Regions from separate parts of the Mus musculus genome. Here regions 2, 3, 4 and 5 are each linked to region 1. Evidence: chromatin contacts called from public HiCAR-type and promoter capture Hi-C data. All regions are on one chromosome and are shown on one strand. Each heading gives the region's core, a stretch centred on a gene start, on an enhancer-like site or on the middle of the called end of the contact. The rest is flanking DNA. Distances are from core to core; before and after follow the strand shown. Region 1 holds the start of Guf1 (GUF1 homolog, GTPase). Region 2 holds the start of Slc30a9 (solute carrier family 30 (zinc transporter), member 9). Region 3 holds the start of Commd8 (COMM domain containing 8). Region 4 has its middle 71 kb from the start of C330024D21Rik. Region 5 holds the start of Tmem33 (transmembrane protein 33).

Evidence for each region. HiCAR-type assays count read pairs that join an accessible place to other places. Capture Hi-C pulls out chosen DNA fragments and counts their contacts.
Region 2: a contact with region 1 is called in a HiCAR-type map of astrocytes, with 8 times the contacts expected there. The contact joins the promoter of Slc30a9 here to the promoter of Guf1 in region 1. A contact is called at or near these places in 7 of 39 promoter capture datasets (the C10 cell line, HPC-7-derived erythroid cells, cranial neural crest and 3 more) and 1 of 115 datasets of contacts at active chromatin or transcription factors (astrocytes).
Region 3: a contact with region 1 is called in a HiCAR-type map of astrocytes, with 10 times the contacts expected there. The contact joins the promoter of Commd8 here to the promoter of Guf1 in region 1. A contact is called at or near these places in 10 of 39 promoter capture datasets (the C10 cell line, the HPC-7 cell line, HPC-7-derived erythroid cells and 6 more) and 3 of 115 datasets of contacts at active chromatin or transcription factors (astrocytes, large pre-B cells and stem cell-derived neural progenitor cells).
Region 4: a contact with region 1 is called in a HiCAR-type map of astrocytes, with 9 times the contacts expected there. The contact joins the enhancer-like site here to the promoter of Guf1 in region 1. A contact is called at or near these places in 5 of 39 promoter capture datasets (the 3T3-L1 cell line, the C10 cell line, cranial neural crest and 2 more) and 1 of 115 datasets of contacts at active chromatin or transcription factors (astrocytes).
Region 5: a contact with region 1 is called in a promoter capture Hi-C map of liver, with 2.5 times the contacts expected there. The contact joins the promoter of Tmem33 here to the promoter of Guf1 in region 1. A contact is called at or near these places in 7 of 39 promoter capture datasets (the 3T3-L1 cell line, the C10 cell line, hippocampal neurons and 3 more), 1 of 115 datasets of contacts at active chromatin or transcription factors (pro-B cells) and 2 of 9 other capture datasets (adipose tissue and liver).

The regions. Positions count from the first base shown.
Region 1 is chr5:69,555,633-69,561,289 of GRCm38.p6, forward strand. Guf1 (GUF1 homolog, GTPase) reads left to right here and starts at 1,292. Exons shown (of 17, transcript NM_172711.3): 1 at 1,292-1,533; 2 at 2,553-2,664; 3 at 2,810-2,958; 4 at 3,215-3,295; 5 at 3,918-3,995; 6 at 4,800-4,883; 7 at 5,503-5,567. The coding sequence starts at 1,423.
Region 2 is chr5:67,303,903-67,309,422 of GRCm38.p6, forward strand. It overlaps Slc30a9 (solute carrier family 30 (zinc transporter), member 9), which reads left to right and starts at 3,053. Exons shown (of 18, transcript NM_178651.4): 1 at 3,053-3,295. The coding sequence starts at 3,193. RefSeq lists a cis regulatory region at 2,701-3,424.
Region 3 is chr5:72,163,721-72,169,446 of GRCm38.p6, forward strand. Commd8 (COMM domain containing 8) reads right to left here and starts at 4,469. Exons shown (of 5, transcript NM_178599.5): 1 at 4,359-4,469; 2 at 1,631-1,786. The coding sequence starts at 4,424.
Region 4 is chr5:67,531,563-67,537,473 of GRCm38.p6, forward strand. No RefSeq gene overlaps it. Among named protein-coding and RNA genes, the nearest start is that of C330024D21Rik, 71 kb to the left of the region's middle. Within about 2 kb of position 1,624, at least 41 of the 459 cell types and tissues checked have an H3K27ac peak or open chromatin away from gene starts, as enhancers often do. A contact at or near this core is called in astrocytes and hippocampal neurons, where this site is marked.
Region 5 is chr5:67,256,372-67,261,936 of GRCm38.p6, forward strand. Tmem33 (transmembrane protein 33) reads left to right here and starts at 4,194. Exons shown (of 8, transcript NM_028975.4): 1 at 4,194-4,435; 2 at 4,593-4,662. The coding sequence starts at 4,618.

The sequences.
Region 1 (5,657 bases), core at 42-2,541:
AGACACCACAATCAAGATTAGCTAACCTGCCTCCTCCTTTAGCCTATGTAAGCCTTCTTATTTTCCAGGCTACTAGTGTGTCATCAGAACACACAGCCCAACCCAATCCTAGCTTTTCTGTACATGTGTCTGTTGTTTCTTCATTCCCCACTGCCCCAGTCAAGACAATCCCAAAGTTGTGCAGGTCACAGCAAGTCGTACCTGAACCAGGGTCCTTGACTACAAGAAAGTTGAATTGGTTAGTTAGACAAGGGAACAGTCCTGAGAGAGGCATGCCAATAAATGTTAGGGACAATCAGAGTCTAGAGATGGGCAGTTATATGTTAGTATTTTGAAGGAGGTTTTTGAGAAACTGCAGAAGTTAAAAAATGTTACAGCCACCTCAATTGTTTAGACCATGTTCAGGAAACATGTCCTGGCTTTCTAGAAGATGGGATAGTGAATTTGGCTATTTGAGAAAAGGTGGTAGAAAACTAAGGGATACGCCTTAAAGGACAGAGAGGTATCCATCCTGTGACTAGAAGATAATGCTAGACTTAATATCCTGACACACAGATTTAAACCTATTGAATACTATTAAGTCTAGTTCTAAGCTGTGTTGTAACAATGTTTTATCAATGTACTTGAAAAATACTTTTTCCTATGACTTTGTTGTTGTTGTTGTTGTGTCACTACAAAAAGTTCATTGAAAAATAGAATTATGGGTTATCCTAACCTGGGAAACATGGGTATGTTTGCCTCCAGAATAAATTCTCTTACCTATTTTAAGGTGAGAATTGCTTTTGTATGGACAAAGAGAAGCCAGCATCCTTCTCCTTTGATGCATTTTGTTTTTATTAATAAATCTATACTTCATATTGGCTAAGCATGAAATAATTTTCTTCGTAGAAGCCATGAACTGTTTTTTGTTTTGTTTTGTTTTTTGTTTTTCCTGCAAGTCTCTTAAAAGAACTCCCCAGCCATTGATGGCCCCAGAGTAGAGGGACTTCGAACTGTTTCCCCATCTGGTGGAGCACACACACTTTAGAGATTCCACATCTGAGGCCTGCGCTGCACACACATACACACACACACACACACACACACACACACACACACAAGGGCGTCTCCTGTCCATTGTATTCGCTGGAGTGAGCGCAGAGAGTGATGCGACACCCGACTCCGGTCGCCTAGACTGTGGCTTTCTCAAGGCTGTCACACCAGGACACGCGCTTGACCGGCAGTATCACCCGCGGTCCCTGTAGCTCTCCCATCCCTGACCTTTCGACCCCCGCGTAGACGCGTCGACGTCATAAGCGGCGCGACCTGCAGGCGGCGCGTTTGCTTCGCGTCAGGCCTGGGTCTCGGTGTCAGCTCAGGCCGGAGCGCGACCCTGGCTTTGTGGTCTCCGTGGCGGGTTGGGCCCTGAGCCGCCGCCGAGGCATGTGGGCGCTCGTGGGGCGGGCTCTCGCGCCGTGGGCCGCCGGGGCCCGGCACGCGGCTGCCTCGGAGCCCAGGGCCGCCTGCAGGCTCTTCAGCGCGGCCGAGCTCAAGGTGACCATCACCCGGGGAAGGTGCAGGGCTTCAGCACATGCACGGTGGGCGAGCATCCTCGGCTGCTCGCCGGCGCGGCGTGGGCTGCGCTTCACCCGCATCAGAAGCGTGCCCGCTAGCTCCTCGGCTTAGGGCTGGTGTAGCTCACGAGCGGGTGCTATTTCTAAAAACCTCCGAGAAGCTGCTCCTTTGTAGCATCGATTTCCCTGAAGTTTTAGTTATCGTTTCTTGAGTAACTGGCTTGACTTGCATCCGATCCTGCAGCTTCTTTGCTGCGTTGGGATAGTTATCAAATTTCAAAGATTGGAGGATGCAAAGGCGTGGAGTATTTTAGTCCCATGCAAGGGACTTGTGGTTAGAAAAATGGACTTGTATTCGTCACCGTTCAGGGTTTTTGAAAGTCGAGCGGGTTTGCGAAAGTCGTGCGGGTTTGCATCACTTTGTCCTAAATGCGTGGTGGGGGACTACAATGCAGCTTTTACATTTTGTTTGAATAATTTTTCCATACCCTTACCTGCCTTACACTAAGTAAGAAATAGAAAGCTAAAACAAATGTTATAGTCATGACAGTTTCATCAACTGAATATGCCTAGGGAGCGCGCGCGCGCACACACACACATACACACTCACACCCCAGACTGTTTTGCTCAGACACCCATTTCCAGGAGTATGTGGTGTGTCTAAGAGATTTTGCTTGATAAGGCATTCTTGGACTCCTGAGGACTTATATATGGCTTTCACTCTCCATGAAAGTAAATTTGCAATTAGCTCAATATGTGAGGAAGTATTACTTAAGGATTTTATATTTAGCTTTGTTTATGGAACTGATATATTTGTCAAGTATTTTGTAATTTGTTCTTTGTAGTTAGGCTTAGTCATACATCTTTATTAGGGAGCGGGGAGCTTACAAAACTGCAATACGTGAAGTTGTCCATCGATGGAAAGACTTTTCTTTGAATTTGTACTTTGTTTTATGGAAAATTTATACCCTTAACTGTGATATTCCCTTCCCTTCTTAGGAGAAACCTGACATGTCTAGATTTCCTGTTGAAGACATTAGAAATTTCAGTATCATTGCACATGTGGATCATGGCAAAAGCACTTTAGCTGACAGGCTCCTGGAGCTAACAGGTATTTTATCTTCTCTGCTCTTGGTTAGTTAGCTTTACCGCAATATCTTACCTTTAGGCATTCATCTTTAATATTTTCTGTTAATTGTTTTTAATGCTTTTTTGTTTTAAAGCCCAGAGAAATTAGTAAATGCTTCTATTTCTAGGAACAATTGATAAGACGAAGAAAAACAAGCAGGTTCTTGATAAATTACAAGTAGAACGAGAAAGAGGAATCACTGTGAAGGCGCAGACAGCCTCTCTGTTTTACAGCTTTGGAGGGAAACAGTACCTTTTAAACCTCATCGACACACCAGTAAGTTTCATCTTGTCTCTTCAAAGATTGCTTGTTAACCGTGTTAGTATTGCAATCAAAATTCTTTCATTTAGGGCTAAATTTTGCACAACTGTCATTGATTTCTTTTTAGTTTTGTTTTTATGCTAGAATAATTTGTTTCCATTGTTTTCACAAAAATCACATTTTATTATTATTTTTTTCGTCATATCAGTAGACTAGCAGTTCCTTTTAAATATGTAGCTGATACTTAAAGGTACCCATATTTGCATTTTAGGGCCACGTTGATTTTAGTTATGAAGTGTCCAGGTCACTGTCTGCATGCCAAGGTGTTTTACTGGTAGTGGATGCAAATGAGGTAAGAGCCCTCGTTATATATGATAAGACATGCCCACTTGGTTGTTTCATAAAGTTCTGAAAATGCATTTTGGAAATGCAAATTTTACATTTGAATAACAGATCTATTGTATTACTTACTCTAAATCAAATACTTTAATATTGTTAAAATGAAGTGCTGACTCACTCTGCTTAGTTTGACTCTTTCTTTACTAGTGGTAATGTTGGTTTTGAACCCTAAAACTTAAATGGTACAGAAACGTAGGAAGTGGTATGATTCAGATTTCTGTAACTACATAGTGAAATACCCGTAAAGGCAAGTTTCTTTGGCTCACAGTTTTGAAGGTTGTAGTCCACGACTCATTGACTCATTGCCTTTGCCGTGCAGCAAGGCAGCACAATATAGTCTTAAAGCCTGAAGATGGGGCTGGGGAGCCAAACTCCTCACTGCCCAGGAAGCACAGTGAGTAGGGCGGAGGTCTCACAGTCTCTGCCAGGCAGGTACATGACATATGGTGTCATTTTATTAGCATGATCCAAAATCTCAGTACGATGAATATATATGGGATGTATGGAATTAGTAAGTTTGTGGTACATTAGTGCCAAACCAGTCACCTTGCGCTCTCTTATCTTGCTGTTTCCAGGGTATTCAAGCTCAAACTGTGGCCAACTTCTTCCTTGCTTTTGAAGCACAGCTGTCAGTAATTCCAGTTATCAATAAGGTAATCAAACGAGACACCAATGTTATTACTTATTTTACCTTCTGTGTAGTGTTTAGTTGTAAAATATAGGGTTTTTCTCTTCTTTTTTTCTTTCTTTCTTTTTTTTAAATATGAGGGACCTGTAGTTACTGTTCATTCAGATTATCAGTAGGATTTCTCTCTGAATATCATGCGATAGAATTGCAGGTCAAATATTCCTTGCATAGAGTTGAAAAAGTTTGTCTGGACTGCATGGGCTGAGAATAGGCCATTTCTGGAGGAAAAGGGTGCAAGGCAGACAAAGAGGTGCCAGTCATACTGCTCTGGAGAAGAGGGGCTGAGAGCTAAGACTCAGTGAAGTCCATGAAACAGGTCAAAGTAACTCTTAACACACATAAGTCTGTCCAGTAGTGTAAAGTTAAGATCTTAGTTTAAAATTCAAACTACATTAAGTTGCATTTCTTGATATCACTGCCACATATAAAGTAAGGCTAAATAGCTTGATATCTGACCTTAATTTTAAAAGTCTGACTCATGGCCTTAGTTGGTATACTCTGTTCTGCTTACATATTTTTTGTCTGTTTTGTTGCTCGTATTTTCTTTTTTTTTGTACTCATGCTTGTTAAAATTATGTTGATAATTGCTTTTTGGCCTTTTGGCTAAGATCAAGTGTAATCATATTGATATATAGATTATTTTAAATATTTTTGAAAAAAGTCATGAAGGGTCAGTTAGGTTAAATCACAGAAGACTATTGACCTCCAAATATTGTTACAATGGACTAATTTCATTTTTGCTCTGCTCACTAAGTAATTTTGTTCATAGATAGATCTGAAGAATGCTGACCCTGAAAGGGTGGGAAAGCAGATTGAAAAAGTATTTGATATCCCTAGTGAGGAGTGTATTAAGGTAAGTTCTTTTTCTTAAAGTATTGTCTTAGTTGTTCTATTGCTCTGATGAAACACCATGGTCAGAGCAACGTGGGGAGGAATTGGTTTATTTGGCTTATACTTCCATTAAGCCATCACTGAAGGAAGTTAGGGCAGGAACCTAGAGGCAGGAGCTGGAGTGGAGGCCATGAAGGTGCTGCATACTGGGTTGGCCCTAATGGCTCATTCAGCCTGATTTCTTATAGAGTCCGGGACCACCAGCCCAGGCCTGGCACCACCTCCAATGGGCAGGGTCCTCACCCATCAAACACTAATTAAGAAAATGCTATACACTCATGTCTGCAGCCTGATCTTTTGGAGGCATTTTCTCAGCTGAGGTTACCATCTCAAATGCCAGCAGAACTATTGATTATTCTTTGGAAAATCTCAGGAGATTGACCTAACTGAAATTTCATGGTGTTTGTTCCCTTGCACTCTTAACACTTTTTTAGTTTTCGAGTGCTTATTATTATTTCATTAGATTCAGGTGAGAAAACTCCCCTTATATTGTGAGAATATACAGAATCATTATTACAGAGGCCCCAGGAAGGAAGAGTGTAGCCTTAAATCTCAATGCTTTGGTTTCTACACACTTTCAGATTTCTGCGAAACTTGGGACAAACGTTGACAGTGTGCTTCAGGCAGTCATTGAACGAATACCTCCGTAAGCATTTTGCTATTACACTATTCACTCATGTTTAATAGTAGAGTTTAATAATTTACAGACATTTAAAATGTACTAGTTTAGATTAAT
Region 2 (5,520 bases), core at 1,803-4,302, 2.2 Mb before region 1:
AGGATGAAACAAAGTTCAGCCAGCTAGATTCAAAGTGTCTGATAAGGGCAGCAACTTCCTTGGAAACATCTTGTAGAAATTATGGTGTATGAGAACCCTGAGTGGCACTTGGTCATTTTCCACTTCCGCTTTTGTCTGTCTGATAAAATAGTGCAATTTAAGCATCTGTTTATAACATACATTCTCAGTTTAGACCATCTAAAATCTTAATCACACACAGAATGTCTGAAAATGACCTAGAGGGACATGCTCACTTGGACCTGCATTCCAGAAAATACAGACTACAGTCACAAAGTCTTTTGAAATGCTTTACATTTTCTTCCAAAGAAAGGAACCACTGATTGAGAAAGTGAAAGGTGGCTGAGGAACAGTGAACTCAAAGGTTCACAGTGACTCCAGGTATATAGTGACTGCTGAGCTAGCCTGGGCTACAACGTGAGCCCCTGTCTCAAAACAAAATCCTTGTGCTGATTCTCATTAAGCTTTTATAAGCATATATTAATAATGTATAAAGGGTTTTTTGTGAGATTTTATATGCAGTGTATTGTGATCATATTTGCACACCTGTTCCTCTCTTGTCCTCTGCCCACCCCTGCCAATCCCTGTCATTTTCCCAGTGAGCTTTTCCATTCTGCTTTGATGTGCGTGTGCCTGTCTCTGTGAGTGCCATCTCATGAGTTTCATTAGGGTTGTTTACAGGTGAATGGGTGAAATTTTGCTTTCAAATGTCTCTCCCTTCCCCCATCAACCATTGTGTAGAAACTCTCAGGGGAGGGCAGGACCCCAGGAGCCCCTTCTCTTTCCCCAGACACAGTGTTGATGTGCCCAGTCTCCTGAGAGTAATCACAGCAAGTGTGAGTTCAAGAAGGCACCAACGATGTCATACTGGAAGTCCGTGTTTTCCACTACTTCCCTGCACTTCCTCTGGTTTTTACTTTTCATCCGCCCCTTTTTTCCAGAATGTTCCCTGGCCTTTGGAAGAAGTGATACAAATGTTTCAGTTTATGGCTAGGCATTCAACAGTCATTTATTCTCAGTTTTATTGATCAGTTAGGCGTTTCTGCAGTTACCATTGACCATTGCAAAAGAAAACAAACAAACAAACAAACAGCTGCTCTGTTCAAAGCTGACAGTAGCACTACTCTATGGGCACACACTTTAGAAGGCAATTTAACCAGAATAACCTATCCGTTTGTTGGGGTTCAGGAATTTGCCACACACACCATCGCAGTTAAGCAAGAATAGTTTATTGAACACACACCATAACACTGGATGCCTAGGTCCACAAGAAGGAAAAACCTAATTGTGGCACCAGTCTGCTCTCATAGTAGACTTTCTATAGGAAAAACAAACAAACAAACAAAAAAACAGGTACAGGCCGGGCATGGTGGCGCACGCCTTTAATCCCAGCACTTGGGAGGCAGAGGCAGGTGGATTTCTGAGTTCGAGGAAAGTCTGGTCTACAGAGCGCGTTCCAGGACAGCCAGGGCTGCACAGAGAAACCCTGTCTCGAAACAAACAAACAAACAAACAAACAAAACAAAACAAAACAAAACCCAAAAAACAAGGTACAGAAGTTTAAAGGGCAAGGAAGGCTCACGAGGCAAAGTATATCAGCTGATGGGTCCTGAGTAAGGTAAGGAAAGTGTCGGGATGCATGGTGAACAGGGGAATTTCAGGACATCGAGATAACAGAGCATGAGTGTTATAACTTTTTAGCTTATTAGAAGCATTCTTCACTGTCAGCCACAAAAACCACAGTGAGCTCATATGTAGGTGCAGGAAGGGCTGTCCGGTGGTCAGCTCTAACTCAAGCCGTTTTACACAGAACAGTTCGTGTTGACCTTTGATTTGATGGAATTTCTTAAGATTAGCAAACCTCATACATAACATTCAGAACATACAGGACAAAACCATGGTTATGTGGTCAGCATGTTCTTGAGCCAAGTCACTTCTTGGTCAGTGAGTGGCAGGCATGTTAGAGTAGTAATATAACTGGCAAGCATGGAACAAAATGGCTACAGTTATGGGGGAAGGGGTGTCAGACCATAATATATTTATCCAAATAGCTGCAATAGCCTTTTACTAGAGACCACAACCTTGTTAGCCATGGGCTTTTGACCTGCTTAACCTTACCAGAGGTGGATTCCCTCCTGTGAAGGGAGCCTCAAGTCCACTCAAAGTGGTGGGTTTCCTCCCCATTTACTGATTTGCACTCATTTTCTTTATTTTTTTATTAGATATTTTCTTTATATACATTTCAAATGATATCCCGAAAGTTCCCTATACCTTCCCTCGGCCCTGTGCACTCATTTTCCATTTAAAATTTTATTTTACAGTACTTTCACTAAGCGATTTAAATTAATCTTTAAAACAACTGGACATGCATCCCATTCTATTTATCTGGCCAGACAGGTATTGACTTAGCCCCTGGAATATAGTAGTATACGTATACTGCACAGGATCCAGTGTCCATATAGCTATTCTCTATTCCGGGGGGACAATAATTTCAGTAGTGGTATTTTGAAGAAAAGTGTACAGGGTAACTATTTAAAAATGAGAACCACGTTAATTATAATTAGGGTGGTGAAAGAAGGCTTAAGCTAAGAACTGAATGAACCTGACATGGTAATGGTTAAAACAGGCGAATGTGTTCAGGTTTCTTTCTCTCTGGGACCAGGCTGTTTGAAAAACTGCTCCATCTTCGCGTACACATAGTACCGCGACTTCAAATTTTATGCACGCCTCTAATTTTGTTATACTACGACCGAGAAGCGGAGGTTGAGTGATCAGCAAGGTGACCACGGTGTTGGACAGAGCGGTGCCGAGGGTTCAAAAGGAAAGGGGACAGAGGCTTAAACCCTGCCTTCTCCTCCTGCTTCCCACGCCCCGGCGGCGCTTCGTAAGACTGTCTCCCGGGACACGACACGGACTCACAAATGCCCAGCACAGTCGGCAGCGCACACCGTCCTGGCCCGGTGCTGGCCAGAAGCACCGCCCACCCCGCCCCCGCTGGCATATTCCGTCACTTCCGCTGTCGCGCCACACCCCCATGACTTCCGGGTCGCCGAGGCCGCCGGCCGCGGCGCACACATCCGTGCTCGCCGGGGTCCGGTCTATGGAGTCAGTTGGCGCGGCAGGCGGCTCGGAGGCAGGAGGTGGTGTCCGAGTGGGGGCCTCTGCCCCGCCAGGATGTTTCCGGGCTTGGCCGCCGCCGCCGCGGCGCACAGGTGCAGCTGGGCGGCGCTGTGCAGGCTCGGTGGCGGCCGGGCAGCGACCCGCGGCCGCAGCCAGGGTGAGTGACGGACCGGTGGAGGCCGCGCCTGGCCTCGGCAGTTGGCCCGCCCGCTTGCCCTTCTCCAACCCAGACAGAGCCTGCCGGTCTCGCAAGGTCCTCACAGGTGTCCCCGCGAGCCGCGGCTACCGGGGAGCGGCCAACCCGCGTAGGGACACCCTGAGGCGGACCTCCAGACCCGGAGGTCTTAGGGCACATCGCGGTGACCCAGGGTGACCCAAACAGGCCGTGGGAAATGGCGGATTCCACCAGCTTGGAGGGTCCCCTTGGGCCGCCGCCGCAGTTCTGTTGCTGCTTAGGTTGAGTGAGGTACTCCTGCGCTACACTTTTTCTTAGTGCCATCCCGTTTTCTTAAATCTCCCTAAATCAAAGTGGATGTCACATACGGATCTTAAGGTGAGGGCTTCTCACAGTTATCGAATGGGCATAGTCTGGGGGACAGGAAACCCACCGAAGTTTGCGGTTATATCGAACAATCCTTTTGGTGACAAAAGTGTCTCCTGAAACTGTACATAAATAACCCTGGGCGCAGGGTGGGATTGAGAGTTTTCATCTTCGTCAGCATTGCTTTCTCAGTCAGATTCAAGTTATTGGAGAGTTTCTAAAGTAGCATCAAACGTGTAAGTCCTGTTTCTGTTCACCTCCCTTGTTCCCGTAGCTTGACACGGAGGACTGCTAGCAGAGCCCAGGAGAGGACAGGACCAAATCCACCGCTAACCCGAGCCCCTCAGGTTCTTGGGATTTGCAAAGAGTGGTTACAGAAACGTTTCTCAAACATTCACAGTCACCCTTCAAAAACTTGGATCGGAAGGCAAAAGCTGCAGCCATTCAGGTTTTTTGATAAAAGCGGTCACACACTCCTGTGCTGGGCAGATAAAGTAGAATATATTCATACCGTATTAAAAGCTGGTTTCTAAGGTTGCAAAAGAATTGATTGCAATACACTGTTTTAGTTTGTTGTTAATGACAGAATACTGTAGCTAGTTTTCCCATGGTGGCGGTATGCCACTTATGAACAGAATGGGCCCTCTGTTTAAAACTCCAAATAAACTTCAACATATTACACAGAAATATATATACATATAGTGGCTGTTAAATGTTGTCCAAAGTGCCCCTTCAGTGTTGGTGAGGTGAGTTGCAGTAGTGTAATTTGTAATTCTTATTCTGGGTAGCTGTCACTGGGCCTAAAATGCTGGGCTCTTTGTCCCATTCTCTGTAGCTCAGATAGTAATTAGTCTCTTCATTTAGGACTACTTTGCAGAGTTCTTTTAGGATGTTTATTACTACAAAAAATTTAGTGTTTTTAACACTTAACACCTTTTTAAATTTGAAACATCACCTTGGTGGAAGTTTTGTTACGGTATTTGAAAGAGCAATCAAAACTATGGTTAAATTTAAAAATCATTTGGAGAAAGTGTGCTATTTAAGTTGGATGCATATTACAAGAAAAACTATTTGAAGCTTTTTGTCTTGTTTTTGTTTGTTTGTTTATGTTTTGGGGGAGAGGGAGTTGGGGATCCAAAGCCAGATGATTTTCTTTGAGAAGAAATAAAGTTTAGTTTCTTCTTCTAGAATGCTTACCTGTCTAATGAAGTCTTCTCAGGGATAAACAGAGGCGGCCAGGTATGGCAGTCCATGCCTTTAGTTCTAGCAGAGGCAGGAGGATTTCTGAGTTTGAGGCCATCCTGATCCACAGAATGAGTCCCAAGACAGCCAGAGCCACACAGAAAAACTTCATCTCAAAAAACCAAAATGACACTAAAGAGTAAACAGGAGGAACCCATTGACTGATACAAATACATAAAAATGAGAAACCTCTGTGAAGTCAAAGAAGAAAGACAGTATTCAAGAGCCTGGCCACAGCATGTAGTTTTGCACTGTGTGGTAGACTTATTTTTAAAAGTAAAAATAGTATACTTTAGCTAGTATATATTCTGGCATATAATTTTTAAAAAAATGTTAAGGTGTCTCCCATTTTGTGTTGTCTTCAGAATGCAGTGTGTATTTCACACAGCCCATCACAGTCTGGACTAAGCATACTCAATATGGCGGTAGGATAGCATATCCAACAATGCAGCAATGGGCAGAGGAGATGGTTGAATGTTGATGAATAACATGCAGAGAGCATGGTCTACAGACATTAAAATGTTTGTTTTTAAACATATATATTTAAAGGATTTCACTGCTGTCTATCTTGCATTGGCTAAGTTTACTCCTTTTTTTGT
Region 3 (5,726 bases), core at 3,219-5,718, 2.6 Mb after region 1:
AAATTAACGTGCACATGAATTATATATACATCATGACCAAGAATACATCATGACCAGGCTGGATTTAACAAGTCACTAAGAGCTTAGTTTAACATCCAAAATTAATCACCATATTAACAAAATAGTGGGAAATAAATCAGAAAAAAAATCTAATCACTAATCTAATTACTAATCTAATCACTAATATCTATAAAATCATGCAGCTGATGACTAGAAGGAAAAACAGTAATTTCCTCCCTAAGGTGTGTGGGGAGGATAGGTTTACTATCACTACTTTTTGTTTAATATGTATTAATACATATGAACATAAATATATATATAAAATAGGAAAGGTATTAGACAGAGAGAAGGATATAATAGGTAACCATGTCTACAGCTAACAATAACAACTGAAAATAAAGTTAAAGAGTACTAAAAACACCAACTATTTGCAAGACTTCTACATTAAAAATTATAAAACACAGAGAAATAAGAGTCAATCAAAATAAAGAGACCTACCCCATTTCATAGACTAGGAAGCCAAATACTGTTGCCAATTCTCCCCAGATAATCTAGAAACTCAGTACAACCCACACTATAATCCAAACTGCCTTTTACAGTTGACAAGCTGATTTTAAAATGTATATGAAGACAGAAAGGACCAAGGAGAGTCAACACTGAAGAAACAGGAGGTTGAAGGTCTTCTACCACCTGATACCAAGAATTAACCTAGCATATCTTTAATGCTGTGGTAATTAAAACAGTATAAAACTGCCAAAAGCCAACGCAGAGACTAATGGAATCCAATAGAGAGTCCAGAGACAGACCCCACACATGCCCGCCCATCTGATTTATTACCAACGCTGCACGGCAGCCTGTGAGCAAGGACAGCCAATATATGTCCAATAGATGGCAGTGAGTCAGTGGGAAACTGTGCAGAGGAAACTGAGACGGCCCCTGTCTCACGCAAAATACTAATTCCAAACATATCTGAGAGTAGATTACAGAAGCTAAAACAATCAAGCCTCTACAGGGAAACACACAAAGATAGATACCTTCATATTTCTTAAATACGACAGAGACAGCACTACCCGCCAAAAGAAAGACTGGCAAACTGGACTGCATTAACCTCAGAACTTCTGTTCCCCAAAAGTCCTATTAAGAGAATGAAAAAGCAAGGGACATGACAGATTAAATGTATATATTCAAAGAAATGCAAATCTAGAGTTATCATCTAAATCAACACGACAGATACATAAAACACCATCTACTAAAGTAATCAACTCATAAATATGTGCAAATAGTTCTTGGCAAAGTGGTAAAAGCCACTTTCCATGAGATCCAATGTAAGCTAGAGTCTAATCACTACAACCAGAACACTCAGGCTTTCTTCAGCATCCTGCATTCACCGCTATGCTTTCAAAGTGTTACAGTGGGAGAAAAAAAAAAAAAAAAAAAAAAAAACAAAACAACTAAGACAAAACTGCCATGTCCCAGAAAATCCAATGTGGTCTTCCACTCACTCACGATTAGACCTTCGGCTGCTGTAGCATGTGATCAGCTACTGAACACATGGGTAGAACCCTATGAACATCATTAGAACCTCTGGATGATACTTATTATCAGGTAAAGAGGTCAGGACTGAAACTACCTCTTCCTCAGAGAAGTTTTTGCCAACGACCGCTTTGAAAAACGTGGTAACATCTTCGAGAACATGCTTCCACTCAGCTGAATTCCAGACACTGTGATAATCCTGGTGGGCAGGATAAGCTCGGCCACAGAAGCCATCAATGATTTTGTGAAGAAGCTAGGGAGAAAAAAGGAAATCAAAGTACTTTAAAGAAAATGACATTGACAGACGTGCCTTTTATAAAACCAGCTACGACAGAAAGGCAACTATTTTGAAGATTTATTGTTGGTGGTTTTCTTTGTCGTTCTGTTTGTTGTCTTATTGCTTTGTTTAGTTTTGGAGACAGGGTCTCACCTCTGTAGACCAGGCTGGCCTCAAACTTGTGGCAATCCTCCTGTCTCAGTCTCTCAAGTTTGGGTGTTCCAGGTATGAGCTACCAAACCCTGCTAAATCCCAGACCTTCCATTATGAAGTCTACCTTTAGAAAATAAAATAATGTTAAGGTACACTGTTGTTTTCCAAAATCCCTGAATGGAGAACAGTTCACGTAGAAGCTTCCCTCCGAGATCTGAAGGTGCCATCTCTGTAGTAACCAAGCACGCGCTCCTCTCACAGATAAGCCCCCCCCCCCAGGAGCACTACTACCTCGGTTTGGCTTTGCCTCCCCCGGCCCCCAACAGCATACTCTCCTATTCCTCAGCAGGGGTGTTGTGCTTTGCTCTGAGAAAAGCACTGGCCATCTTTCCTTTCCCACCTGACTTCCGCTCTGCACTACCAGCAACTGAAACCATGTGAACCTAACAGAGTATGAAGACTGGATTTAGGACAAAACTGCTTGCTATGCTTCCTAGTTCCACCAACTCCTCATTTTAGTTACATTCTCTGCGATCCAAGCGTAAGAGAAGAATGTCACCTGACCACACAATGTCATAGAATTACATATGAGCACAGTAACTCGAGCATCTTAGCAGGCACAAGACATCAGAAGGCCGTGAGTCTGCCTTTGTTCTTACTGCTGTTATCACTACTTCCATAGCTCAAGCCTTCCGTGTCCTACTGCAGATAATCACATTCATGTGATACTGTTCCAGGCGACACTTGTATCCTGCCAACCACTTAAATCCAAGTAACTGGGAAATGGCGTTGAGCTAAACGTCTTTAGACTCCAATCGCCTTAGATATGAACCCACTCCGTGGGGAACAGTAACCCCCAAAACACCACACAGATGGGTAACTTCTGACTCACCATATAAAATGGGAATACAACCAAAAGCCACCTGTAATGTCTACCAAACAGTATCCTGACACTCCCTGCAACTCTATAAGGTAAGCATTGTAACTGTTCTCATTTTACAAATGAGGACATTGAGGATAAATGATGCTCTACCATAACAGAGTTCCAATCTATCAAAAAAAGTACACATATAAATAAGTGCGTGTGGTAGAGGAGAGGGGATAGAAAAGGTGTTTATGACGGGTGCAAAGGAACAAGGAAAGAGCTGAATTGAAAAGATGAGTGGCCATTAGGCATTCCCAGCCAACGCAATGTGCCCGCACACAGGACTGGAAATAAAACCCCAGCGCAGGAGTGGGAATTGCATCTTTGGAAAGGCAGACAAGGGTGAAAGGGCAGAGGACCTTTGAAAAGGCGAGTAGGGGCCAAATCACAGAAGGCCTTGCATACAACAGAAAGGAGTGAAGGCTTTAATCTGCACTCAACTTTCCTGTAAGTAATTACATTATTTTTCCAAAACTTTGCCAAGATATTGTGAGCAGGAGTAAGTGTGAGACTATAGAGGCAGAGACCATAAACAGGTAAAGGAGGTTGAAAAGGGGAGGTCCAAGGATGAAACCCAGAGTTTCTTAAATAGAGTGGCCTGGTAAAGAAGGATGGTGACACCACAACAACCAATGCTGTGAAAAGGGAGTGGAGACCCAAACCAGGGATTTCCCATAGCTGTGGCAAAAGGCAGAGGCCCAGGAAGAAGACAGCTGGCTCAGCTCTCAGATTCAGGAGTCAAATGTTTTGGCCATCTCTATATAGGAGGAAAGACACCCTGAAAGTTAGGAGACACAGTCCATAGATAGGTTTGAGCTTTGGCCCTGGCTTGCTGGAAACCTGTGGCTGACATATTTCACTGTCCTCATTTGTAAAATCAAAGAAAATGTTTAAAGTACATTTTCTAAAGAACGGAGGGAGTGGCGTTAAATTTCTTTCATCTACAACTGAAGCCGACTTTGGGTAGAAGGGCCACAGTGGAGACTTCTGAAAGCCTGAGCAGGGCAGAGTGCCACCATCAAATCACTTTCACAGAGGTCTGGACCCTGGGTGTGCTGCAAGAAACCCTGGTTGGCTGTCTCTGGTCTCCACAAGCCTGGCTTTATGGGTGAGCTGTTTTCAGCGGCTGCGATCACCTCTTGGCCAAACTTGAGTGGCTACTCCTTTTCTGGTTAGGAGTTGGTTCCTCCCGCCCTCCAGGGAACAGGTCCCACCGGGTTCGACTCCTCACTGCATCCGCCGGACCTCACACAGAAAGGGGCGTTCGGGAGACCTGAACTCAAAGACTGCGGACGCAGCAGATCTCGGGCTCTACCACCCGAGCTTTCTAGAAGCAAGAAGACCCCACACGCACCCAGGCCTGGGCCATTCCTAAACCGCGTAAAGTCCTTAGGCCGCCATTGTGTCTCCAGGGGCCCAAGAAGAATAGTCCGGACCCCGGCCTTCCCGTGCCCTTCACAAACCCCTCACCCCGGCGCCCTGCTCCGGAGGCAGCTTCTGTAGCCGCCAAAGCGGCGTCCCCTCTTCCGGCTCCATCCCCGAGAAGTAGAGATACCTGTCACGTGACAGGCCTGAACCTTAGGCTTACGCTCCGATTCGTCCACGTGACTTTCTGGAGGGCGGGGCCGGCGGGCGGGCTCAAAGTCCTTGTGCGCATGTGCAAAACCTCAGCCATTGGTTTTCTCCTGTAGAAAAAAGAGCAAGTTTTTTTTCCCTCTTTTTTTTTGGGGGGGGGGGGGGGGGGGGAGGGGCGGTCGAGACTGAGGGGAAGTCTGTTACCCATCCGCTTGCTGCTGAAGGAAGATTTACAGACTTTTGCTCGGTTGAGACTGTGTTCAGAGACAGATCTCATAAACTTTCTTCACTGCAGAAAATCATCTAGTAATAGTCACAGCCTGTATTTGAACCCAGGGCCTTTCCCCCAGAGATCTGACAGTCTCCTAGTCAAAGAGTTTGACCTCAAAGACAAATTAAAGTTACTTTTTTTTTTTAATTTTTTTTTATTTTAAGAAGAGATGTGGGGTGGGGGGCTGGAGAGATGGTTCAGCAGTTAAGAGCACTGACTGCTCTTCCAGAAGTCCTGAGTCCAATTCCCAGCAACCACATGGTGGCTCACAGCCATCTGTAATGAGATCGAATGCTCTCTTCTGGTGTGTCTGAAGACAGCTACTGTGTATTCGTAGACATAAAATAAATAAATCTTTAAAAAAAAAAAAAGATTGGATCCCCCCCCCCCGTTTACAAACAGCAAACGCAATCCAAGACAGAACTCATAGAAAGGCAAAGTTCAGCTATATATTATTAAGCAACCCAAAGACTCATTATCCAAGCTAAGAAACAAAACAACCTGCTGGTAAAGAAAACCCATGTTTATACCCACACATTTACCACAGGAGTGAACCCAAAATTCTTTGAGTTGTAATTTCAATCCAAAAAAAAGAAAGTTCGTGATAGAATGAGCCTTGTCATGAGAAGGTGCCATAACAATTAGGGTGATTACAACCCAATATGTAATGTTAGGATTAAGAGTGTTAGAAAGTGCTGAGAGGCATAGATAGAAAAATAGATAGATAGATAGATAGATAGATAGATAGATAGATAGATAGACAGACAGACAGATAGATAGATATGCCTTGTCCACAGTCACATACATGAGCGATAGCTGCAGAGTTTGAAGAAAGAATGAGAGTTCTGCTGTTCTGCCTGGGTAAAGGAAGGCTTACAGGAATGCATGCTTCTGTGACCATGCAATGTGTAAGTTAATAGTGCAAAATGACATCCATCAGGATATAAAGGATATCAAAAAACGGGATTTAGACAACACTGGACACCAAGAAA
Region 4 (5,911 bases), core at 374-2,873, 2.0 Mb before region 1:
GGCGTTCAGATAAAGGTTTACCACACACTAAACCACTGAACACTAGAACTCATTTACTCCTTTCATTATTATTTTCCTTTTTGGTGGTGTTGTGCCTTCCTCATGCCAGGCAAGCACAGACAATCGTATCTGTCATACGGATCTGTCTTCCGTTTTGGGTGAAATTGACACCAACTCTTCAGCACCACATTCAGCACCAAACACAAATTCAAATCGTAATTATTTGTGGTGCTGATGATGGACGTCTGAACTAGGTACGAGAGAGGCAAGCAGTATAGCCCTGAGCAGTACTCTCGGCACAAAGGACACTTATATCCGGATTTTCCAGACTGCCCCTCATTGTACAAACGAATGATGTAAAAAAAACATATATATATTTTTTTCTCACCCTTTACTTAAAACACAGGACTTGGGCTGAAGAGATGGCTCAGTGGTTAGGAGCACTGACCCAGGCTCAATTCCCGGCGCCCACATGGCAGTTCACAATTGTCTGTAACTCCTGCTCCAGGGCATCTGACACCCTCATGCATGCAGGAAAACCACCAGTCTCCTCCTCCTCCTCCTCCTCCTCCTCCTCCTCCTCCTCCTCCTCCTTCTTCGGACCCCTGAGGATGGGGAGAGGGGTCTAAATTGCTGTAGCCCTGAGAAGAATAGACTGACCTTTGGCTGTGGTCAGACAACTTCAGGGTAAGGGTAATGAGGCCATATATTCATCTTCCCAGAAAAAAAAAAAATCTTACCCATCTTACCATTATGGACCAGAGGCCTTTTCCTGGCCAACTTCCAAGCATTTTCTCAACGGCTAATGCTCACTAATCCTCAGCCTGACATTATCTTCGTTTTAGCAGCATATCTGGCTTTCGATCTGAATTATAAGCCACATGCAATAAAAGGGAACTGGAAATGATTCAAAGCTTTGCCAGGTATTCTGAGAAGCCCAGCTCATCTGTACGCAGGCGCAATACAGGCAAACTTCCGCTAGAGGGCGGCCTCAGACTGCATGATACCCTGCAGTTCTCCGGAACAAGTGGAGACTGCAGAGGTGCAAACCTCAGCCGACAGAGCAGCATGAATGTGGACGCATGCTCCCCCCCCCCCCCCGCTAGCAAATAATATCTATTTGTTGTTGTTTTGTCCCCCCACTTCCGGATTGGCTTCAATGAAAATCTGGCACATGTGGTAAAGAGAAATATGGAAGATTTCCTTTCGTTTCCTTTGCGAGTGAGCAGTGAACCCTCACTTACCTCTTAGGGAATTTGCAGTGTTGTATTTATAATTATCAAGAGAGGGAGGGAAATTAAAAACTTCGACTGCTTAGCTCTTCCGCAGTTGGTCTGTGGGCCCGAGGGACACTCCAGGAACTCCGTGTTCTGGCTTAGCTCCGTGGAAACCCTCAGGAATGGCCATTTGACCTCTCGCTGGGCCACCGGAGGAAATCAGCTTTGGTTAGATCAGATGAGACATAATTGGCTTTGGACTCGTTAGCGCACACTCCAGGCGAGCATTCCTTGCTGTTTTGAAAGGCCTGTGTTTTACTTGGATCAGCTCAGTGTACAGGGGAGTCAGTCACAGCTTGGGTGGCTGGGTGGATTAGCATTTTGTTTCCCAAGATCTGCTCTGCTTCTGGGTCTCCCCAGTTGACACGGTGCCGGGCTCAACCCCCAACTCCCGGCCTGAGGTCAGAGAGAGGGATATGTCTGTTGGCCTGCAAGGGTGGTTTGTAAAGAATATGGGGTCTGGGTGAGTTGAGAGGTGTTCAGGCCTTAGGTTCTGGAACCATGAATTTGCATTTGCTGGATCGAGAAGAATGCAAAAGTGAATAGATTTCAGCATCGGGAGTGGTGTAACTTTGTCCTCTGCCTCTAAGTCATGGCCCTGCCCAATCACTTTCCAATAATCAGAGTGATCCTTTTAAAACGTACCTCAGCTACAAAGTTTGAAGAGAGCTGGGGGTGGGGTGGGGTATGGAAGAAGCCGGAGAGAGAGAGGAGGGTACGGGAGAAGTTGGCGTGGGAAGAGTAGAGATGGATGCGATCAGTATACGTTGTATTCGTATTCATTCCTGACCTGCTCCTGAAGCATACTGAGTCTTTATATGGTGGCGCCCTGCCTCACGTGTAAGCAAAAAGTTCAGCTTCATACTGTCGGTGGTGGACCTTAGTATCATTTTGGAAGCCATTTATAATAAGGTGGGTTGGGTGTTTACTGCAAGAGAACGCAGTGAGCTTTATTGGGATTTCAAAGAGCAGTTTACTTGGTTTGAGTTCTACACCTAGAGCTTACAAAGGATGCTTCCGAGAGGCTCCGACGATTTTGGTAAAGCAAAGGGCCTTGACCTCTGTCCGTCTGTCTATCTATCATCTATCTATCTATCTATCTATCTATCTATCTATCTATCTATCTATCTATCTATCTAGAATGACTTTATTTTTCTAGAGGTCTCCTGTGTAGGCAAAGTGATTGAATGATAGATCTATCTATCTATCTATCTATCTATCTATCTATCTATCTATCTATCATCTATCTATCTATCTATCTATCTATCTATCTATCTATCTATCTATCTATCATCTACCTATCATCTTTTCTCAACATCTCAATCACTGGTAAAGGAGAATATATAGTAATCTGAAAATCAGTTACGAAGAGAAGCAATGACTGCAGAGACCTGCAGGCGGAGCTACTCAGCAGTCTGACTCCCTAGGAAATTGGTTCTTTGGGGGGTTTTGTTTCTCTTTCTGCAGCTGTTTCTTTTCTCTCCAGGTCCTTCTGCTTTCTGGGCAATGTCCAGTAGCCTTCTCTCACGGTGATTCTGATGTTGCCTGTGACTTCTACTTACTTTGTGGAATCACCATCGGCCACGGTCTGGCTCTGCCCAGTAACGTCGTTGTATTGTATGAATGAAAATGATTAGTTGTTGACCCTCAGTTTAGGTCAGTTGTTGACCTAAAGACCGTTTAGGGATCTGACCCAACAACACCCCAAAAGTGCTTCGGAATAGACGTTTTTCCTCTCAGAAAGGTTGCAGAAGGAAGCAGACAGTGACGTGTTATGGCTTGGACAGTTAAATTGGTGAACATAAGAGATCCGGATTGCCGCCTTTTAGAATGCACGAGCGTATTTGTCTCCTCTTTGCTGCTTGAACAGCGTCTTCCCCAGATTAAGACAGGGACATCTCAGCAGAATTTAGCACTTAAGTTAAAATTTTAAAATAGGAACTTAAGTTCCATAAAGAAACAGGGGCCTCTCAAGGTAGGCTCTGTAGAGAGAAAATGGGGCTTTGTGAATGATAAAGGGCACCTGTCCATTTCAAGAGCAGTGGAGTGTGTTTGAATTTGCGATCTGGACTGAGAATTTGGTTGCAAACCTCAAGGGTAGAGGCTTGGGACGTGCTGAGTGGTCTCCTGTAGTTCCTGGGAGCTGGGGCGGAGGCGAGGCTCGAGAAGAATGAGAGAAGTTGCTGAGCTACAGAGCCGGCTCCCCTCCTAGATGTGGATGGAAGGTGCCGGGAGAGAGACAACGCCCACGCAGGTATGTGGACTCCTGTGTTAGCGTGGCTTATTGCTTCTTTCACGAGGACTACTCGGAAAACTGCCAATCCCTTCAAGAAGGCCCTCGTTTAACACGGAGCTAGTCATGGGCCCAGTCAGGGTACATGGAACGTATCCGAGTTAGTTATCGAGGTGATGGATGGACCTGCGAAGCCAGGATGTGTACAGGGTACCTTCAAGACTCTGAACGCTGGGGTAGAAGAATAAAGAAGACTCTAGGGTCAGAATAAGCCTCCAGCAGTAGGGAGTTACAAGTTACAGTAATCCATTGTATCCGCTATTAAACAGTAAGAACACAGCTCTGGACCAACAGTTCGTAGCCACCATAAGGCCTGGGAACATCCCTTCACTTCTGAGTTGGGGCGGGGACTTTTGGAGAAGAGAAATAGCCCTAGGAACAAAGTGGCTGTTGTTCTGAGCCATTTTGGGATTTCTGTGGCAATACTTCTCCCTACACGTGTTCTCCACAGTGTTCTACTGAGCTCTTCACACTGGAGCGTTGTGTTCTGAGAGCTGCTGGCCTGTCTTTTCCGGCAGCCAGGATAAGGCCAAGAACAATTGCTAGTGCCTGTGTTTCTAGAATGTGACATCAGTCTTACACAAAATATGAGCTTAATAATTAATTTTTAAAATTTGGGTTTAATTTAATAAAAACAGGTAGTAGAGGTGATTGCATGTAGGATTTCTTCACCACAGGTACCTGCTAGCCTGATGTAATCACCATTAATTATTATTATTATTATTATTATTATTATTATTATTATTTTGTTTTTGAAACAGAATTTCTCTGTGTAGCCGTGGCTTTCCTAGAATTCACTCTGTAGACCAGGCTGGCCTTGAACTGGGAGATTTGCCTGCCTCTGTCTGCAAGTGCTGGGGTTAAGGGTGGGTGCCACCCCCCTATTGCTGGCTTAATGGAATCAGCTATAAACTCTCTTTCAATCCCATAATCTAGAGGACGATTTATATGTGCACGCTGAGGGTGCTCATGGGACCAAGAATATACCCATAACATCCCATGAAGCCTGGAGTTGCTTCTGCACGGAGGAGAAAATTGAAGTTTTAGATTAGAAACTTTAAAGACTTACTGTTCTTATCCCTTTTGCCATTATATTTTGATTACATGCTCTATAATTAGATGTTGAAAAAGCTAATGCATATTAATCTTTGATTGATTTGATTACCTGTCCTAATTATACTTTGATCACTTTTGATAAATATATTGACTCATATTTTATTTACCTCACTATGTTCTTTGTGTAGCTATGCTTTGATAAAATCTGATTACATCTTAATATTTGATTGCTTTGAGTAGTTCTCATTCTAACCATTGCGAAGTGGGATCACATTAGCTCTGAGGTACCTGACTTGTGGCAATGAACGTAGATTCTGTAATAAACCATGCCCAAATTGGATGTTCCTCAATACTTAACACCTTATAACAGTGAGTGGATCCCATGACCTCTCTGGCCTTCAGTTTCCTTACCTCTAAAGCAGAGATAATAATAAAAGCTACTTAGTGGGAGCCAGGTGGGTTAAATGAGACATTATGTAGGCTAGTCTGGCTGGGCTTGAATTACCATTTTAGATAATTCTAATGTATAGCTAGCACTCCCTACTCCTACCTTAAATCTATTTGCATGAGCTGATAAAGGGTCTCCGTTTCAGAGTGGAGGTCCAGGGGAAATAGAGTTTTGGGGTAGGATATGCTGATGACCGGGAGAAGAAAGAAGAGAAAGATGCTGTCACAGTCTGTGGTAGACACCGCTTTCCCAGTCAGGCCAAGAGTCTCTACTTGGTATTCTCCATAAAGAAGGGCATGACTGACTAGACAGAAACCCACCCATGGGCACAGGGCTTCAGTGTCATGGCGTGAGAGTGTTTAAGTATGGGTCCCTCAGAAGGCTTGTCAGAGAGAGAGCACCTTGTGCACACTGCCTTCTGGTCCTGCAGAAGCAGAGGCACAGGGAGACTCTCCAGTATGTATGGGAAGGATTTTACAAGACTCTAGACAGAGCCAGGAGCGTGTCCCACCCTCATGCTACGGGCTGCCTGGCATTTCAGGGCCGTGTGGAAGACTTCTGACCAGCATTCTAATGCAGTTTTGAGACACTGGTGTGCACGTGACTGTGATGGGAGGAGGTGACTCTGGCTTACGTATTATCATATCTAGAAATTATGGAACACTTAGCTCCAGGTACTTTGTGCAACATTTTATGGATATTGTCACTGCAGTCGTTCCCACAACCACAACACTAGAACTTTTATTGTCCCTGTATCAGAGGCACAGAAAGAGTAAGATATTGCTTCCAGCATGCTACTGAGTAGCGCATGATAGAGTAGGATTTGAATCCAGAAGG
Region 5 (5,565 bases), core at 2,944-5,443, 2.3 Mb before region 1:
GTCTAATTTTTGCCTCCTCTGGCATCCATGGTGTCTTTATAGGGACACTCTGAGATAATTCCATTAATTCCTCTTTGGTGGATGAATGTCCCAAACTTTGTTGACTATGTTTTAGGACAAGTGGCTGGCTTAGGAATTTTGTAGAAGTAAATTTGATGTCGTGAGAATGAAGTGAGATGATCATATAAAAACACAGAGCAAGGGCAAGTTGAGTGAGCTGGTCTTGCTGAGCTGGTGGAGCATGGGCTAATGTGTGGGAGAAACCAGTTTGACAATGAAATCAGCTTAGGGGGAGGCTGAGAGGAGACTAGGTCTCTTTGATGTTATTTGAACTCTTGAATGTACTTGTGACTAAAGAAGGGGTCATCTGTCTCTGCTGTGTCTCACAGTTGCTTTGTCATTGAGCCTTTGATTTCTCCTATGTTGGTTTGGATTTAATTTCTGTTATTGGACCTTTGTTGCAGTCATTTTCCTACTTCTGCATGGTGGGGGGCATACTCCAAGGTGCTCAGGGGAGGTCTAGCACTGCAATTATTAGTAGTACCTGATCCTACATATGTTGTATTTGTTACCCTGCACATACGTAACTGTAATCGAGTTTAACTTATATAGCAAGCATAGTTAGAAACACTGAGACTAAAATAGAGGAAAATCACAAGAGTATACTTCATCAGTTATATGTGTGTGTGTGTGTTCTCTCAAAATACACTACTGTGCTGCTGTACCTGTGTCTCCACTGCCATGAGGACAATACGGAGCTAGGTGTGGTGGCCCATGCCTGTAGTCCTGGCACTTGGCAAGCAAAGGCAGGTGGGTCTTTGTGAGTTCCAGGCTAGCCCAGTGCTACAGAATGAGAGCTTGGAGAGAGGTGGTGTGTGTGTGTGTGTGTGTGTGTGTGTGTGTGTGTGTGCGTGTGCGTGTGCGTGTGTGTGTGTGTGTGTGTGTGAGAGAGAGAGAGACAGAGAGACAGAGAGACAGAGAGAGACACAGAGAGAGAGAGACACACAGAGAGAGAGAGAGACACACAGAGATTGAGAGAGAGTGTGCCTATGCCAGGAGATGTGACAGACGGTGGTATCAGGCTGCTTGCTACTCACCTGACACTATGACAGGAAGATGTTCTTTGTTTTAAAGTGAGATGACACAAAGCTTGGTCACATCACTCAAAACTGAGTACAAGCTAACTAAAAATTCCCCTGGAGGTTTTCTTCTCCTTTTTAAAAACAAAACCCCACATAGCCCAGGCTGGCCTTAAACTCCCCGTGTAGCTGAGGATGACCTTATTAAACTCCTCATCCTGCTTCCTCATCTCTCAAGAACGGGGATGACAGATGTCCACCAGATTTTTCTGGAGTTTCCACTTTAGTTTTTTCTACATGGTTGGCTGCAGATTGGCGTGCAGCTTCACTGAGTGAAACCTCACATGAGGGGGACACTGCTGTATGGGTAATCCAAGCCCATGCGGTGTATTTAAAAAGATGTCTTGGGCCGTCAAGATGGCTCATCGGTAAAGGCACTTGCTGCCGAGCCTGATTACTGCTATTAGAGGGTTAGAGGTTACTTGGGGCTTCATCATGGCCACGAATACATTTTAATAAGAAGAGGCTTATTATCTAGGTACTGGTGCTCAAACCAGCATCAGGGTTGCGCCTGAGAGCACTCCCAAGATGCAGCACCTAGCCATGTCTGCCCAGGGTTTATTTATAAAGGCAAACCCACTTGATTATGTGTATTTTGACTAAGTGTAGGCAGGGTCTTATATTAACATGCATGTCTTGCTTTTGTCTTGATCATCTTTTCTAGACAGAGTTTGATTACAAAAGCAAAAATACCAGTTAGTCACATGACCTGTTATCTTGCCAGAACAGAATATTTTAGGAGCTCAGTCAATTTAAGAATAGTCTTCAACATCTGGGAAAAGGAGGAAATGGGCTGACAGGGTACAGCCTGTACACCCTGAGAAAGCTGTATGTGTGTGTGTGTGTGTGTGTTGTAATTACATTTTATTTATAGGTTAGGGCAGGCATGACATGGCATAGGTATGGAGGTCAGAGGACAACTTTCAGGAGTTGGTGATCTCCTACTGTGTGAATTCTGGGTTCATACTCACATAGGGTGATGGTTAATATTACACTTAAGGTTTTAATTACTATGCTTACGGTGCGTACAAGTTGTCCTCTGACCTCTACACACATGCTATTGCCTGCCTGCCCTAACCCATAAATAAAATGTGCTCAGAGTAATTTTCGAAGCTGGAAAGCAGTGAGGGAAGAGAAAGAGAGAACTATCAGGCGGAAGATGCAAACATTCTCTCGGCAGAATCTTTGCTTTCGTGCCTTTGCAGAGCAGCTTCAGCTTCCACTGTGGACTCAGTCTATTTTCTACTGTCCCCAAATGGCCTGGAACTGAGTTAACCGAAACTGAAATGACATCTGCTCGTACGGTTTCATCTGAAGCTTGAGGATGGACTTAGAAACAGACTCCATTTGCCTTCCAGATTTCTATATTTTAGAAGAGATAGGAACACAAGGAGAAAATCTAGCTATTATGGAGAGTGGGAAGACTGAAGGTCTAACTTTAGTATAAATCAGATGCATTGTTATCTACTTACGTATAGTTACTTATAGTCAGAAAATTCGGGAATACAGAAGAGGCAGAAGGAAATCAAATTCTGCTACTAAGAGTAAAAAGATCACTGATCTAGTCAGCAACACTAAGTCTTAGAATGAAACTCATCTTGCTGATAAAATGATTTAGAATTTCCAGGCATCTAGAACTGTGAGGAAAAAGAAGTTGCGTTGTTTAAACTACTCAGTCTGTTGTATTTGACACCCCAGGTAAACCAAGATACACATGTGTGCATGTACACACACACACACATACACACACACACAAACACACACACTACCCATACATGGTGGGAGAGCCAGATTAAACAAATAATCAAAAAGAAATATTAGACAATGATAAATATTCTAAAATAGGGGACAAATTATACTCCAGCAATGCAGAGAAGATAATGTGTTAGCTGAGCTTGGGTGATAGGGAATCTAGACTGGAGATTGTGGGGACCTGAATGTGGACATTGGCCTTAGAAGAAAAGTTTACAACATTCTACCGAGCATCCTTTGACTCCTAGACAGCAGCTGACTGGCGCCTAGGCTGCCATGAATCATAAAGGCAATTGTACTTCTGAGAGAGTAGGAGCTTAGAGATACTCGGTTCCTAAGTTGGAGTATAGATCTGTAGTCAGCTTCCTGTCCTCCACCTCTCTCTTCTGTTCTTCTTTTTCATTTTTCTCTATGCCTCTTCTCCGGGTCTCTGCAGACGACACCCCCACCCCTGCATACCTTTTATCTAGCCAGACATGAAATTATGGAAGCCACATTCAAGTCTTCTTTCCTGTTCTTTTCTCCCACACCATCACACAATTCAGGATTTCATTGCTCTCCCTAGTTGTGTGCAATGGCCTCCCTATGATCTTTCTAATATAGATGATGTCACACTTCTGCTTAAAGTTGTAGCTTGGCTCCCTAGATTGCAGAGTTAAGTTCAGAAGTTTTGGCATACATGCAGGCAGAACACTGTATACATAATAAGTCTTTAAAAATATTTTTAATTAAAATATAACTTCATCATTTCTCCCCTTTCCTTCCAACCCCTCCCGTGCCCTCATGTAATGTTTTTCTTGCCACACACCCTGCCTCTCAGCAGTTCAAATCTTTCACCCCCCCCCAGACCCATTCATTCAGTTCACACCGAACTGTCCTGATTCATTCTGTTACTTTACCTGCTCTGTTCTCTTATTTGGAACCTCCTTCCCTTTTCATATACAATTTTTCCTTTCCCTTCAAGATTTATGGCCAGAATTACTTTTCCAGAAACCCCTGATTAACTCAGCTTGTGGTCGTTTTTGCTCTATTGTCTCTGAGAAGGTCAGTGTTATGTTCTTTTTTTTTTTTTTTCCTCCAAGCGTCTGTCACATAGCCGGTTTCACTAGTGCTTGAAATAAGAAAACTAAATCACAGGGTTTGGTGAATCGCTATCTGGAGAGATCATAGATATTTCTGAAGCTTCTGTATATGGAAGTAGAGAGATTTTTGAGGTTCGGAAGCCAGCGAGGAAAATCGCCTGAGTGCCGGTTAAGACGAAAGTTGCCTCGGTGGTTTTACTTAACATTTCCGTGCCAATTGGCTCGTAGGGAAGGTGGAACCAAAACAAGGAGAAAAACTGCATTTCCCGTCATGCCTCCGGAAACCACGCCCGGTGACTCTCAACGTCCCGCCTGACTCACGTGGAAACGAAAGGATCACTTCCGGTTTTGCAACCCCGGGAACCGGCGGCGTCGATCGGCCCTTTAAGGCCTTTCTCCGAAGCTCCGCCTTCGCTTGGGTCTTTCTAGAAAGGCAGCTTCGGTCTGGACCGAGCGGGGCAGGTATTACCGGGCCGCCATAGGGGGACTTCTGCGGCTGTGTGCTGCACGCGTCCGGGAGGGCCCGTTCCTCCGGGGGTTTGGGGTTCCTGCCGGCTCTGAAAGCAGGTCGGAGGGTCGTCGCCCCGCACTGACGTTTTGCTCTTCTTTGCTGTTGCAGCGTCCCGGGCTCCCGAGTGTCTCCCATGGCGGATACGACCCCGAACGGCCCCCAAGGGGCGGGCGCTGTGGTAAGTGAGCGGCCTGGTCGCCCGGCTCCATCAGCCGGAGTTGGCGAGGAGCAGGAAGTGTTTGAGAGGGCTAGAGGGTTCTAGAAGCCGCTGCCTGCCGGACTGGGGTTAGGGAGGAGCCGAGTGGCGGCCAGAGGAGCTCCAAGTTTGTTTCAAAGGCGACAACAGGCAGTTCTGGAGCAGGCGGCTGTCACCTGTCAGCTAGGGATGTTGGCCTCCTTGCCCCTTCCCACACCGCGGTCTCCGATCGTCTTCGGCCCCCAAGGTGGAAAATACCATCTATTCAACCCACATGCCTCGTGGTGCGCGTCGTAGTATTGCCCTTTGTACCTACTTCAAGCCTTTTAAGAAATTTTGCAAAGGGGAGAGAGTGGTGTGTTTCTTTGATTAGTCGTTTACAAAGAGGAGGACTGCCCGTTTGTAAACTTTATAATTAAAAATGTTGATCTACAGGTCGACTCGAGGTAGTTTTTGTGTTTTTGCCCTTAAATTGAAGTTTTGATTTTTTTTTTTTTAAAAAGCTTTTTACAACACCCCTGTACTGTGTACACGCACTTAACTTTGCTGACCCATTTGGAGATTTTTGATAACCCAAAAATACTTAAGTATTATTTTCCACTTCATTACATTTGGGGAATTGAACATGGATGCATTTTAATCTACTTTGTAGTTCACGTGCAGATTTCCTTAACTGTCCATTGTCCCTTCCCCTCTTTGGGAAGCAGCCATTGTGTTTATTTGTTCTGCCTCTTTACTCCCAGTCAGTCCATGGAAATCCCTCTATTATCTCTGGGCTTTGAAGACACACCTAGTTTCAAAAGTCTAGACCTGTTTTACAGAAGGCTCTAGAAACTGAAATTACATTTTGATTATGCCCTTCTCAGGACACAAGAACCATTTTAT